Regions from separate parts of the Sus scrofa genome. Here all the other regions are linked to region 1. A link is a contact called in public Hi-C and HiChIP or PLAC-seq data. All regions are on one chromosome and are shown on one strand. The core of a region is the stretch at or near the end of the contact, and the rest is flanking DNA. Distances in the headings are between cores, read along the strand shown. Region 1 holds the start of ORC1 (origin recognition complex subunit 1). Region 2 holds the start of KTI12 (protein KTI12 homolog). Region 3 holds the start of TXNDC12 (thioredoxin domain-containing protein 12). Region 4 has its middle 23 kb from the start of SELRC1.

What was found. A called contact is a pair of places that touch in the nucleus more often than the background predicts. HiChIP or PLAC-seq counts read pairs in DNA pulled down with a chosen protein or histone mark.
Region 2: a contact with region 1 is called in a Hi-C map of embryonic fibroblasts, with 2.5 times the contacts expected there. The contact joins the promoter of KTI12 here to the promoter of ORC1 in region 1. A contact is called at or near these places in 1 of 47 Hi-C or Micro-C datasets (embryonic fibroblasts) and 1 of 2 datasets of contacts at active chromatin or transcription factors (alveolar macrophages).
Region 3: a contact with region 1 is called in a Hi-C map of liver, with 2.5 times the contacts expected there. The contact joins the promoter of TXNDC12 here to the promoter of ORC1 in region 1. A contact is called at or near these places in 1 of 5 promoter capture datasets (liver), 4 of 47 Hi-C or Micro-C datasets (heart right ventricle, liver and skeletal muscle) and 2 of 2 datasets of contacts at active chromatin or transcription factors (alveolar macrophages and skeletal muscle).
Region 4: an H3K27ac HiChIP or PLAC-seq map of skeletal muscle shows a contact between it and region 1. The contact joins the enhancer-like site here to the promoter of ORC1 in region 1. A contact is called at or near these places in 6 of 47 Hi-C or Micro-C datasets (alveolar macrophages, embryonic fibroblasts, fibroblasts and 2 more) and 1 of 2 datasets of contacts at active chromatin or transcription factors (skeletal muscle).

The regions. Positions count from the first base shown.
Region 1 is chr6:159,817,492-159,821,135 of Sscrofa11.1, reverse strand. ORC1 (origin recognition complex subunit 1) reads right to left here and starts at 1,834. Exons shown (of 17, transcript XM_005665420.3): 1 at 1,507-1,834. It overlaps PRPF38A (a long non-coding RNA gene), which reads left to right and starts at 1,884. Exons shown (of 10, transcript XR_002345201.1): 1 at 1,884-2,226.
Region 2 is chr6:160,153,212-160,156,855 of Sscrofa11.1, reverse strand. KTI12 (protein KTI12 homolog) reads right to left here and starts at 1,942. Exons shown (of 1, transcript XM_021096660.1): 1 at 1-1,942. The coding sequence starts at 866. It overlaps TXNDC12 (thioredoxin domain-containing protein 12), which reads right to left. Exons shown (of 8, transcript XM_021096661.1): 3 at 3,537-3,597.
Region 3 is chr6:160,134,935-160,138,578 of Sscrofa11.1, reverse strand. It overlaps TXNDC12 (thioredoxin domain-containing protein 12), which reads right to left and starts at 1,835. Exons shown (of 8, transcript XM_021096661.1): 1 at 1,599-1,835; 2 at 1,091-1,472. The coding sequence starts at 1,184. BTF3L4 (transcription factor BTF3 homolog 4) reads left to right here and starts at 2,372. Exons shown (of 6, transcript XM_021096654.1): 1 at 2,372-2,492.
Region 4 is chr6:159,533,328-159,536,971 of Sscrofa11.1, reverse strand. No RefSeq gene overlaps it. Among named protein-coding and RNA genes, the nearest start is that of SELRC1, 23 kb to the right of the region's middle. Within about 2 kb of position 1,996, at least 23 of the 83 cell types and tissues checked have an H3K27ac peak or open chromatin away from gene starts, as enhancers often do. A contact at or near this core is called in skeletal muscle, where this site is marked.

The DNA of each region.
Region 1 (3,644 bases), core at 585-3,084:
ACTCTTTTTTTTTTTGTCCCAGCACATGCAAGTTCCTAGGCCAGGGATCCAATGTAAGCCTCAGCAGTGACAACACCGGACCCTAACCCACTGTACCACAAGAGAACTCTCCAATGACTACTCAACTTCCCCTTAGAACAGCTTGTGTGAAAGTGGATAATGTTAATACATGTCTAAGAGAGACAACTTCTGGTGTGCTTATTACAATAAGCCAGGCTTCACTGACTGAGAGGTCCAATGGGCCTCAATTTCCTTACCCACAAAATGGGGATAATAACAGAAACTTCCTTTTATTCAACCAATTCAAAAACCATTTAATAATCATCCAAATCCAATCTGTGTTAGGCAAAACTACTCTAGGATTACTGAAGATAATTCACTCTGCCACTCCCTTATCCCCTAGGTTTATTTCTAAGGGACAGTGGTTCCTTTCTTCCTTTTTTGCTTTTTAGGGCTGCATTCGCGGCATATGGAAGTTCCCAGGCTAGGGGTCTAATCGGATATACAGCCGCTGGCCTACGCCACAGCCACAGCAATGTGGGATCTGAGCCAGCCGCGTCTCGGACCTACACCTACACCACAGCTCAAGGCAACTCCGGATCCTTAACCCACTGAACAAGGCGAGGGATCGAACTGCAACTTCATGGTTCTTAGTTGGATTCATTTCCACTGTGCCATGACGGGAATTCCTCCTTTCTTTATTTTAAAAAATTATTTGAATGTTATGAAATATATACAATTCAAACAACATTCTGCATTCAATTTCAGGGAATTAATAAATCTTCTAAAGTCCACATATTGCCCTTTGTTACATTAAAAACTGTTGCAGAGGGACTTGATAAACAAAATCTAACATCAGAAACCTCCAATGGCCATCTCAAGCACCCAATACAGCAGGGAAGAGGGTATCAGTTTTATAGAAAATTAAAATCGAAAACTGACATATCTAATCATTACAATTTTGCAGATTAGTAGCCTAGGGTAAGAATCTCGCATCTCATGACTTTTAAGTCCAATCCTTTTTTCAACTGTCAAAAATAGAAGGCCCTTTTATTCCGGGGTTAGACTAGAGAAAGTAAAGCAGGGGCCATAGCACTCTCCTCCTGGAAAGAAGGTGGATACGAGAGAGCCTAGCAGTTAAGAGCAGCTCATCTGGGACTTAGGTAGGAACTCAGGCCGCTTAGTCACGAAAAGGGACTTAGACAAATCTCTCTGCGAACTGCTACACCGTAAAATCGGATAATAACTTCTGCTGTTCCGCCTTCCCCGTGGTGCTTGTTACACTCCGCCGAAAGGAGGAAAAGATGCGAATACCATGCAGATAGAAGGTTCATATGTTTCAGGTCATTACTAGGTCTCAGGGTGCTGAGGACAAGAGCGTACATGCTTCTCTGCTGTTGGCTTCCGGCTTCCCCACTGCAAACTCGCAGTCCCCGACAGAGCAAGGGAGCCTTCAGAAATCCAAAGGTGGAAAGAAAAATGCTCCTACTGGGCTCAGAACAGTACCTGGCACTTAATAGGCGCTTAGGAAGTATCTGCTGAATGGATCAACGTCTGAATGAGTCCGCCGAGAACTCTCCCGCCCGCGGGACGCCACACTCACCGGGGGCCGAAGCTTGCTCGAGCTGGCGCAAGCCTAACGCTTCCCACCGTCTCCGCTTCAGGAGCTCATGGAGTTGCAGCAAATCTAAACTGCCCAGCTGGACTCTTCTCGCAGCTGCCAGTCGTGCAACAGAGCCGAAACTGGCGCCTAGCTAGGAATCCAAAGAAGGTGAGGAAAAGGAAATTCGCGCCAAAAGCCGAGGCCCCGCCCCTAGGCTGTCTCCACGTTCCGTCAGCAGCCTGCCCTCCGGCCCCGCCCATCTAGGGAGGGGACGCGTGACGTACTTCCGCCAACGTGCCCTGGGCCTCGGTCGCGACGCGATTCACGGAAGTTCCTGAAGCAGAAGCGATTCCGGTTTCAAGAGGATCGGCTAAGCTGTTCAGTGAGACTTCCTCCAACTTTCTCAGGCCCTCTCGGGTTGTTGTTGCTTTTTTTTAACCTGGATGTGACGTACTAAAGGAGTCGACGGAAGTAGAACCGAAGGGGTTCTAAAATGGCGAACCGTACGGTAAAGGATGCGCACAGCATCCACGGCACCAACCCTCAGTATCTGGTGGAGAAGATCATTCGGACTCGAATCTATGAGTCCAAGTATTGGAAGGAGGAGTGCTTTGGCCTTACGGGTGAGCAAGAGCGCGTCGACCCCCCCCTTCCCCCACCAGCCCTGGGCGTCCCGTGGCCCAGTTCTAACCTGTCGAATGGGACTGGTCCCGGGGTGGGGGGGGACTGGTCCCGGAGGGTGGGACTGGAGGGAATCTCAGTCTTTCAGAAAAATCTGAGTGCCCACTCTGTGCCTAGTCTTGTGTTGGGCTTTGGGGACCCAAATGGGTCTGATAGGGCCTTTATTCTGAAGGGTGTCAGTTTGGTTCTTTGAGTCATTCCATGTTTAATGGTATCTTGCTAGGTTCCAAACAGTGTTAAAAGTTCAGGGACCCTGAAGATCTTAAAGGAACGTGAATATGCCTGAAACCAAATTCATGATCTTATTATCCCTAAATCTGGCCCGTTTGCACTATTTCCACATTCCGGTCCTGGTATGAATAGAAGCTCTTCAGAGAAACCTTCCAGGCAGTCTGATCTTTGTTGAATTCTGGCTCCTTTTTTGTTCACTGTTCCACCATTGTAAGAGGAACATAATAATATCCACCTCAAAGGTTGAAGGTTTGTTCTAAGGATTAAGTGAAATAATGTATAAAAAGTGTTTGGTATGGTTACAGTATATGTTAATAGAAAGTACTCAGGAATTAGTAGGGGTGGTGCTAATTGTTACCACTGTTAACCACTCCAGTGCTGTTGTTACCGCTCCTGCCAGTTTGTCCACAGAAGATTCATACTGTTTTTATGAGTTGCCATTAAATTTTGGAGTCAAATAAGTTTGCTCCGCGGGCCTTTTCTCATTCCATAGTTTTTTCCTTAGATGATCTCCATACCACAGTTACAGCCTACATATAGATGCCTTCAAATTGATCTCTTCAGCCCAAATTTATATGAATCTAATTCTAAAACGTGCCAACTCAATATGTTTCAAAAGGCAACTCGTGACCTTTTCCCCCAACACTAGGTTACATTCCCTTGTCATATATTTTCATTGATTTCCGTATCTTTCAAATACTGATCCCATTTTAAATTAAATTATGTTTTCAATGCTTTCTGCTTTGCCAGACTGTAAACTCCTTAAGAGCACTGTGTCCTTCTTTACCTGTTATCTCTAGCACTTGGTACCTAACTTTAAGTTGCCAACTGTAATGTGGAATGAATTAATATAGAATTTATACTAAAGGAACTTGAAGTTTGATTTATAAAGTGATTTCCCATTAATAGTGTCTAACATTTGCTGTGTGTCAAGTAAGTATTATCATGTATTCGTATTGTCTCATTTGAGTTCACTATAGGCCTTAACGTTGTACTTTTATTATTCAAATTTGGAATAATACCTCAAATTATTCCGATAATACCTCAAATAATACCTCAAAGAGAGGTGAAATGACTTGTTCCAGTTCACACAGCTGACGTTTAATTTTGACAGCAATATTGGAAGGTT
Region 2 (3,644 bases), core at 693-3,192, 340 kb before region 1:
TGTGCTTCCATCAGTCCTGCCAACACCTGGCTAGTGACCTGGTCCAACTGGTGCAAAAAGCTGCCAGAGGCAAGTGGCTGGGACTGTGTAGACTGATGGGGTGGAGGAGCCCGGTTCTCAAAGAGGGCAGCCCTGATCTCTGCCAAGGGCAACGGCTCCTCTAAGCCCACCAAAGTGAACAGGGGCCGGTCCCAGCGGTTCCGAGAGTCGGGAGCTTCGAAGCGCAGCGCCAGAGCCTCCAGAAGTTCGGGAGGGTAAAAAACACCGGACACATGCTTTGCAGGTTTCTCGGATTCCGTATTCAAGACAGCTAGAAAATCTGACGCCCCGATTTCCTTCTGCTCTGGTTCCTTAAGTACATCTGTCTGGCGTCTCCCGTTGACTACGGAGTCCACTGCCTGCGGTTCCCCGAGAACACTGGTGTCCGCCGGCAGAGGTCTCCCTCCCTCCTCAGCGCGCGGTCTCCAACTCACACTGACGTTCAGGCTCCGATTCTCCTCTACGCCGGCCACCCGCGGTCCTCTGCCCAAACCACCTGGCCGCACGCAGTAGACCACGCACAGCGTGGTGCGCGCCGCCCGAGCCAGGCAATACAGCTCGTAGCGGAAGCCCTTGATGTAGTTAAGCGAGTCGATAATGACCACGTCGTGGCGACTCAAGCGCCGCTCCACGGCAGCTCGCAGGGCCCCACGCAAGGCCTTCTCACGGGCCGAATCGCCGTACACTGTCGCGTCCTCCGCGCCCAGCACCGCCGCTTCGTCCACCACGTATACCGCGCGGCCCTCGGCCGCCAGGGCGCGGCGGAGCTCTTCCGCGCGCCGGCTCTTGCCGGTGTACGGCAGTCCGCAAAACACCACGAGGGGCATCGTCCCAGGAGGCGGCCATGTGCAATTGCGCCGTCAACTTCCGGGTTGCCCGAGTTTCCGACGCAAAACGGAAATGCAAACTGCACTTCCTGCCTCCCACGACTCTTACAGGACCTCTTGTTGCTATGGAAACAGGAATTCTGGCCAACTAGAGCTAGGTCCCGGTCTCTCTGAAAGGAGAGGGAGCTTAGAATGGCTTCCGTTATTTATATAAAATATTACAAGTCTCAGAAGAATGTGATCTCTCAGTGGTCGAGGACTAGGTCCATCCATTTACAATGGGGCCTTAAAGAGCATTAAATATTGCAAAACCATTAGCACTAAGCACATAGAAGGCAGTTCACAAATGCTAATTCCCTTTCATTCCTTACAGCCTGTACACGCAGTAACTGTTTTTCGATAACCACTTCAATCATTAAACATCTTCATGATTGGGGATTTAGAAATGAACATAAAACAGTTCCCCCATAGGAGGCCAAAGGTCTGCATGGGAAAAATCAGGTACCTACTAGCAGAATAATATACACGCTAATGGATAGAGGTAGGTTGAGGTGTAAAAGAGAAAAACAAACTGCCCACAGATATTACTGAAGACTTTACCTAGGAATAGTCCTATTTCTTCTGGGTAAGGTTACCAGATAAAGTATAGGATACCTAGTTAAATCTGTATTTCAGATAATCAACAAAAAATGTTTTAAAAATAAGTATGTCTCAGAGTTACCACTGTGGCGCAACAGGGATTTGCAGCATATTTGCAGTGCTAGGACACAGACTGGATGCCTGGCACAGTGGGTTAAAAGATTCATGTAGGGAGTTCCCATTGTGGCTCAGCAGAAATGAATCTGTCTAGGAACCATAAGGTTGAGGGTTCAATCCCTGGCCTCGGTCAGTGGGTTAAGGATCTGGCATTGCCGTTAGCTGTGGTGTAGGTCACAGATGCGGCGTGAATCTGGCATTGCTGTGGCTCTGGCTTAGGCCAGCAGCAACAGCTCCGATTCAACCCCTAGCCCGGGAACCTCCATATGCTGCGGTGTGGCTCTAAAAAGACAAAAGACCAAAAAAAAAAAAAAAAAAAAAAAAAAAATCCAGTGTTGTTGCAGCTGCCACATAGGCAGATCTGATCACTGGCCAGGGAACTCCATATGCCCAGTGGAGGTGCCAAAAGAAAAAGAAAAAAAAAAAAAATCAATATATAAAAACAAGTGTGGGAGTTCCCGTCGTGGCGCAATGGTTAATGAATCCGACTAGGAACCATGAGGTTGTGGGTTTGGTCCCTGCCCTTGCTCAGCGGGTTAACGATCCGGTGTTGCCTGAGCTGTGGTGTAGGTTTCAGACTCGGCTTGGATCTGGCATTGCTGTGGCTCTGGTGTAGGCCAGTGGCTACAGCTCTGATTCGACCCCTAGCCTGGGAACCTCCATATGCCGCGGGAGCGGCCCAAAGAAATAGCAAAAAGACAAAAAACAAAAACAAAAAACAAACAAGTATGTCTCAAATATTGCTTGAGCATAATTAGAATTACTTATTGCTTACCTAAAATTCAGTAACTGGGCATCCTTTACTTTTACTTGCTAAATCTGGCAACCTTACTTCTGCAGAAGTAATGAGACTCAGCCATGAAGCTCTGTTCTGAGAAAAGCAAGCACTCTAGCTTGGTAGACACAGAAATATGAGTGTTTCTGTGCAAGTACGTGTGTGTGTATAAAATGCACATATATTGGGTCTCTGTATCTCTCCAATACAGTAGAGTAGAATGTTCAAGTCTTTTTTTTTTTTTGCTTTTTAGGGCCGCACCCACAGTATGTAGATGTTCCCAGACCAGGGGTCGAATTGGAGCTTCAGCGGCCAGCCTATGCCACAGCCACAGCAGTGTGGGATCTGAGCTGCATCTGCAACCTATACTACAGCTCACAGCAACAGCAGATCCTTAACCCCTGAGTGAGGCCAGGGATTGAACCCACATCCTCATGTATACTAGTCAGGTTCATAACCTGCTGAGCCACAAGAGGAACTCTGAGTATGCTCAAGTCTTGGCTTCGCCACTTACTAGCTATGTAAACTACTGTCAAGTTACTTGACTATTCTGTATCTCAGTTTTCTCTCCTGTGAAATAATAATGGTTTTTATTTCACAGGCTAAACCAACCTCATACACAGGTTTTGAAGATAAAAAAATTAATGAATGTAAAGCACATAGATCAGTGTTTAGCCTTTCCTCCCCCGCTCTGCCTTTTCCTCCTCCATCAAATCAGTTTTCTGTGCATATATTAAACCTACATGGAACTTAAGATCATTCAACTTGGGAGTATTAGGCAGCATGGTTTACTGGTGAAGTGTAGGCTCTGAAGCCAGGGTGCCTGGGTCTGAATCAAATTAGCTGTGTGATCTTAGGTAAGTTATTTAACTGCTCTGTGCTTTAGTTTTCTCATCTGTAAAATGAAAGAAATAGTACCCACCTCAAATGAGTTGTTGAGAGAATTAAATGAGTTAATTCATATAATTCAATGCCTGGTATGTTATAAGCACTTAATAAATGTTAGCTATTATTATTGTCATTCAGGCAACTACTCCATTCTTGCTCTGCCTGGCATAATCCTTTGCCTGAAATTAACGTGAAGCTGATGGCTGGAAAGGGTATTTACCATATAAACAACCTAAAACCATATCTTGTACCTGGCAGCTGCTTCTTTCTTCCCATCTTCTAGTGTCCTCCAATGAATGTGATCTCCAAAACCTGGAAGGAAAAAGCCTTATAAACATTCACGCATTAACAAAGGGCAA
Region 3 (3,644 bases), core at 586-3,085, 320 kb before region 1:
TTCATCCTTCCCCAGTCTTTCCACTCCATCGGTTTCATTTTCTTCCCAGCATTCATTCCTAGCTGAAATTATCTTGCCTATTAATTTGTTCATGTGTCTGCTCCCTGTCTCTCTGAACTGAATATAAGCTTCATGAGAGCAGGAACCTTATCTGTCCCGTCCATTGCCATATCCCTAGTGCCTAGGACAGTACCTGGATTATGGGAGGTGATCAAAAATTACTTACTGAGTGAAGGAATGACTGCATTCAGGCACACTGAATGTCCACTCAATCTCATCACCCACCAATAAAGGTGCAAATAGGGAGGATAAAACAAAATTAAAAACAGCGAGATTGCAGCAGAGATATTCCACATGGTAAGGTCAGGTCAAAAAAAAAAAGTAAGAAGAGGGAAATACATACTATCACACCCACTTAGAAAAAGCATAAACCCTGATCTCCAATAAAGATGTAGGTAGTGGGATAAATGCAGTAGGGAACACCTCTTATTCTCCATTGGTAACCACTGTCCCTCATTCTTCCAAAAAAACCATTTTCTTCAATTACACTGAACCACACCGAGGACAACTGTTGGTGACCCTCTAACATCAGACCTTCGACCCTTTATATGGCCCTTCCTTATGCACCCAGTCACCCTCCCTGGGTGCAGGTTCTGTTCCCTCCAGGTCTGGAGGCAGTAATCTAGCTCTTCAGGTAAGAGGTGAGGAGCGGAATCTTCAGACCCACGAAAAGAATCCAAATATGAAAGTCCACCCTGAGGAACGGTGACGGATGTCTGAGGACCCACCAAGTGCTAGACACTAAGCTGGTTTCTTAAACATGCTTTTCCTAATATACGGGTCATTCCTTACCCCAACCCAAGCATTTAGGGAGGCCTCAAGTACAACTTCCCCAACTCAATATTCCCCAGAACCGCTACTCCCTACCCCAAGAGATCTTCCTCAAACTCCAGGAGCAGTTGGAGAGGATAAAAAGAAATCTAGGGTGGCCAGAGACAGAATGGGAAGGGGATCGTGTTAGGACAAGGAGAGGGTTGTACTGGGCTGGGGCCCAGAATGAGTAAAGATTAAGATAAGAACGCGGTCTGACCCTTTCCAAGCCCAACATGTCCATCAGAAGAGACGAGGAGCAGGAAACTGAAGCCCAGCAAACAGGTGGCCCCGAGACGAGGCCGCGGTTCCATGGTGGTAAGTCCGCGGGGCCCCTGGGCTGAGCAGACGCCGGGCCCGAGTCCTAGCAGATGGTCCGCGCGGTATCCCAAGTGCGGCTCAGCCCAACCCCTCGCTTTCCCAGATTTTTTTTTTTTTTTTTTCCCCTAACCCTGAAGGAAGTGATGTTAGACGGATGTGGGTGGTGCCTCCGGGGTCCGGTCTGGGACTGAGTTTAAAGGTGCAGATCACGTAGAAGGTTGCAGGCGTTGCTTTCGAGCGGTAGTTGCTTCCCCACGGTTCTGGACATTCCGTCCGAGGACCTAGAGAGAAAAGATGGGCCGAGATAGTGGGCGGGTGGGGAGGAGACTCGGGAGAACCGTTGCTGGTGGCGTCCGCCTTCAGGCTAGCCCCTCCCCCCACCAAGAACCGCTGCACTTAATACTCACTACGCAAATTATTGATCGGTGAAGTCAGCCTCTCCCAACTGTTGGGCTGGTTGCCCATTGGTTTCAGGTACCCCATCCCCCTCCGCAAATAAAAAAGACAGATAACCGGATTTCATTCTTAAGTTCCTGCTCGGGTCTCGAGAAGACCTGGCAAACCTGTTCTGCGGTGCAGTCTTGTGCCTGCAAGAATGTCCCTTACGGTTGGAGAAGAAACACTGGACCTTATTTTTTATTCCTTGTAAGCTAAATTCTTCCATTCAGGGATGATGCAACCAACTGATGCAAGCTCCGAGAAAACCAAACTTGTGATTTCTTACTGCAAATCTGACCTAGCTCTGCGGGGCACTGGGGCATAAGTCACTGCAGGCACTTAAAGTGTGAAGCTTCTTCTGATTAAATGTATTTGTTTTTGTTGTTTTTAAACTTTGTGGGTTATTTCTCGATTTTCCTCTCTTGAGGCATAAAAAACGGCTCAAAATTTCCCGTCTCTCCGAGTCTCCACTCTAGTTGAGTCCGACAGTGCGTACTTAATACCTAGCGAAGCATTCGACAAAAGTATACACCCAAACAAAAATACCCATTGCCTTTTTATTAGGCTTCCTATAAACTGCAGGCACGGACACAATGGGACGCCCAGGAGACTGCAAGCTCCAGAAAGCAGCGCGGCGGTCTGCACCTGCCGCGTTTCTGTTGGGAAGCGCAGAGCAGCCTGGGCTTTGTAGTTTGTATATGAGCTTCCAGGATAGGCTGCTCCGGCGAGAGAGAGGCGGGGCCGGGTGTGTCACGTGGGCTCCACTCCCGCCGCCGCGGCTGCCTTCGTCTTTCTCTGTCTCGACTGAGGCAGCCATCTTGCTCTTGCCGCGTGCTGGTGTTGGAGGACCCTCCCTGCTTCAGGTGAGACCCCCGGCGGTCCCGCCACTCCACGGCCATAGGCCGCCGCGCACGGTCTCCCCCCGCCCTTTTCTACCGACACCCGCCAACCGATCGGGCTGCCACTTCCGCGGTGGCGCGCCGAGTGGGGGCGGAGGCGGCTGTCTTGGCCTGTCGGTTAGCGGCGGCGCAGCTGGGGGTCGGCACCTGAGGGAAGGTCCCCAGCACCACCGCTTTCTGTCGGGGCTCGCGGGCCCGCGTTGTTGCAGCCCAGGTCCAGGCCCAGGTGGCAGGTGGTCCCCCGCCTCTGCCCTGTTACTCTTCATTATTCACAGCAATAAGGCTTGAGCTTTGAGCTTTGTACAGCCTATCTGCTGTCATCTCATTTGATCCTCCCACTCGACAGATAGGGAAACCGAGGTTAGCAGCCCCCGCCCCCAACCAAATTCCATTGCTGCGCTCTTCACCTCGTAATGGCAGTATTTGTTTACAAGTGTGCCACCCTCTCCGAGACATTGCCTTGCCCATCCTTGTAGCCCCATCCCACTGCGTGATGCATAGTAGGCTGTCAGGAAGTTGATGATTGACCGACAGGCAGTGTTACAAAGCTAGTGAATTGCGGTTTCAATTTCTGTTCCCACGTTCTTTCACTATACTATGTCTGTACCTTGGGCAATGGTAACAATAGTTACCAGTTTTTGAGTATCTGCTTGAGCCATACCCGGTACTTGATTACTTAATGTTTAACCCGTAAAACAGCTGTGAAGTATGTGTTGTTACACTTTTTCTAATAGGAAGGAATACAAGTTCAGAGAAGTAAAAGAACTTTCTGAAGCCCTAAGTGGAAAAACCTTGATCCTTCGGATTCCAAAGCCTGTGCCTCTCTTATAGAGTAACCCTTCATAATAAAAAGTCAGGATTAAAGATTGAAATTGTTTTATCTCTGTAAATATGATGTCATTGAAAGTGCCTACCATAATGCTTGGAATTTAGGCACTCAGTAAATATTAATTATAACTTAATTATTTACACCCTTTCTTGAATCCTTGAGGAAAGGGCGAAAAGATGCTAGGATCCCCAAGGAAGAATTCACTAATTATATGGCCTTAGGAAGTGACTTCTCCGTTCTGGGCCCTCATTTTCCAAATTATTAAATTGGGAAAGAGGTGAGCTGTT
Region 4 (3,644 bases), core at 747-3,246, 280 kb after region 1:
TCTTGTTCTGCTGGTGACTCAGCCATTGGCCCAGAGGATTGACACGTCTCTGACAAGTCCCAGGGCCACTGCAGGTTAGGGGTGACTGCCTCCCACCCCAGAGCACAGCACCTATACAAATGAACTACAAACTGTGTGGAGTATCATGGAATGAAAGTGAAAATGCAAGGCCCCTTGTTCAAAAATTAAGAATTTCAAGACAGTGGAGTTCCCGTTGTGGCAGAGTGGAAATGAATCCGACTAGGAACTGTGAGGTTGCGGGTTCCATCCCTGGCCTCGCTCAGTGGGTTAAGGATCCGGTGTTGCTATGAGCTGTGGTGTAGGTCGCAGATGCAGCTCAGATCTGGTGTTGCTGTGGCTGTGGTATAGGCTAGCAGCTGCAGCTCCGAATTGACCCCTGGCCTGGGAACTTTCATGTGCCGCAGGTGCGGACCTAAAAAGACAAAAAAAAAAAAAAAAAAGAATTTGAAGGCAGTAATAGCAGAGCATTAACCTGAGTATGGGGCCCTGTGCAAATACATAGGTGGCACGTCCATGAAGCCTCCCTGGAACAGCGCCCTGCATCTTCAGCTCTTCATGCCCCCCATGCCCCCCACCCCACAGCCCATCCTATCATGTGTCCTTATGGAGCCTGGGAAGCTCCTGGCACACCTGAGAAATACAGGAAGCATTTGGTACCAAGAGGGTTAGAGCCCACTTGGGTCTGGAGTCTACCAAGATTTGAACGGACCTTGAACCTCACTGGCTGAAAGATGCCGTCTCTCCCCTCCCTCCTTGGCTCCCTCTGTCAGACAGCCCTCTGGTTTAGTAGATGGTGGTACAAACATCTGACTAGGAACTGGGAACTTACCACTGCCTTGCTAGACAACCGGAGGCATTCCACATGCTCTCTGGTGTCAGTTTCTTTACCTATTAAATGAAATGGTTGAATTCAGTATCACATGAAATATTTTTTCACTGAATACTGACCGGGCAAGTTCACACTAGAATAATCATATCATTAAACTGACTACTGATATTCCAGACAGCATTATATTACCAGATATATGACCCACTGTATATTCCTCCTTTTAACCCCCATGACAATCCTATAAGGTATTTTTCTAGAACTCTAAACACAAACTTGACAGGTAGTGATTTTTGTCTGCTTTTTTCTTTTTAAAATTTTATGATTCTTTGCCTTCTTTTTCACGGATGTATCCCAGTTGCTAGAACAATGTCTGGCACACAGTAGGTGCTCAGAAGCTATGTGTGGAACAGATGACTGAGGAAACAGGCTCAGAGAGGCCGGGGTGTGGTTTGTCCAAGGTCTTATCATTAGGAAACACCAGAGCCAGGATTCTAATCCTGCCTGGCTCCAAAGTCTATGCTTATGCTTATTCACCTGCTGTGTGTGTGTGTGATTCTCATTTTACAGATGAGGAAATAGGCTCTAGTGAATGGGGATCTCTGCTGGCTCTCAAATCCTGCGTTTCTAAGCACATGGGCCCCACTTTGCAGGAATAACAATTCTTTGAAAGCTGATGTCACTTGTCGCCTCTGCCCAAGACTCTTCTGAGGTCTCCAGAGTACCATTCTCACAGAAGCAAGGTCACTGGCAAAGGCATACCAGGCTCAAGTCCTGCTCTGTTCATATTCACTGCAACCTTAGGCAAGTTCTCTCTCTCTGAGCCCCAATTTCCTCATCTGTAAAATGGGCTCCATACGCCCTAAACCTCCCTCCAAGGAACTTCCCTCCTCTAGGAGGGGCTACGCACACGATAGGCCCTTAATAAAGGTGGCTGTTATTACCCTACCCCAGAGCAGCTTCAAGGTCAAAGCTTGCTGCCACTGACAGCCAGAGCCTGCCGGGGCCTCCTGGAACCTGATCGGAGCGCACCGGCTCAGGGAGAGTAGGGTCAGCTGCTGCTATTCTTGGAGCTGATGGAACCCAGCCGGGTTTCAAGTTCCCTCAGGGAGCCCCAGCCCAGGCAGTTCAGCTGGTCATGTGCGCAGTGAGCTCTGACCTCAGCATGTTCTGGGCCCTGCACACAGCCCAGGCTGGAGAGAACCCTGGAGCACAGCGTGTGCTGCCGGGAGACACGTCCTCCTGAAGCTGACCTCAGCCATTCAACTATGTTCACAAGCATCTGCTGGGTGCCCAGAAGGGCTTTGGGTGCTATTTGGGGAATCTCCCAGAGACTGCAAAGAATCTTCAACATCTGGATGACAGGCAGCCTTAGACAGAGGAAAGAGGGATTAGGAGCAGGCAGAACTAAATTTTAATCCCAGCTGTACTACTTGCTGGGTCTATGTCTCTTTACAAGCCGCCCTATCTGGGCTTCAGTAGGTCTGAAAAAGAGTGAGAATAAAAACTGCCTTAGAAGGGTGTTGAGAGAATTAGAGCTTCTGCCACACGGTAGATGCTCGGGAAATGATCACTATTTAGACTGTGAGCTCATGGAGTTCCTATTGTAGCTCACTGCTAATGAACCCAACGAGAATCTATGAGGACGCAAGTCCGATCCCTGGCCTTGCTCCTTGGGTTGAGGAGCAGGTGTCGCCATGAGCTGCCGTGTAGGTTGCAGACTTGGCTCTGACCTGGCATTGCTATGGCTGTGATGTAAGCCAGCAGCTGTAGCTCAGATTAGACCCCTGGCCTGGGAACTTCCATATGCTGCAAGTGCAGCCCTAAAAAGCAAAAAAAAAAAAAAAGACTGTGAACTCAGAAATGACAGGCAACCTGACAGATTCAGCTATGTGTCCAGTGCCCAATCTAGGGCCAGGCAACAGGGGACTCTCAGTGTTGGTTGAGTGAATAATGAATTACAGAGGTACTGAATGGAGATGCCTCATGGGGTGCCCAGCTTTTGCTACACTCACACCTTTACCCCCAACTTCCTTACTGTTATAAGGGACAAGAAGTCTTTGCAGGATTTCAAAGAGGATAGAATTCTTGGTGCCTGTCTTTCAAACCTCATAGATTAACTGGGGAGACAAAGATGAAAATAAGTAATTACAACGGTGAGCAAAAACCATTAGTTCTTAGAATTTCAAGACATTCCCTTTTTTTTTTTTTTGCTTTTTAGGGCCACACCCCGCGGCATATGGAGGTTCCCAGGCTAGGGGTCTAATCAGAGCTGTAGCCATTGGCTTACACCAGAGCCACAGCAATGCCAGATCTGAGCCACATCTGCAACCTACACCACAGCTCACAGCAACACTGGATCCTTAACCCACTGAGCAAGGCCAGGGATTGAATCCGAAACCTCATGGTTCCTAGTCGGATTCATTTCCACTGTACCACAACGGGAACTCCTCAAGATATTCTTAGTATTCCAAGAAAAAAAAATGTGGCACACTTGGGCTTGTGATTTTTAGTCATGTGGATATTAATATTGGTTTGTTGGCATTAAGTTATAGTGAAATGTATTTTAGGGTGCCAGGGTGTTAGGTTCTTCTTTCATTGTTTCAAAACACCTTTTATAAAAAGACATCTTCCTAAATAGAAGCCAAGAAAGAGTACTGATCCTTTCATATGCCAGCTCCAGCTTAGACAGGACCTTTTGTTTTGTTTTCGTTTTTTTTTTTTTAAGGCCACACCCGCGGCATATGGAGGTTCCCAGGCTAGGGGTCCAATTGGAGCTACCGCTATCAGCCTATGC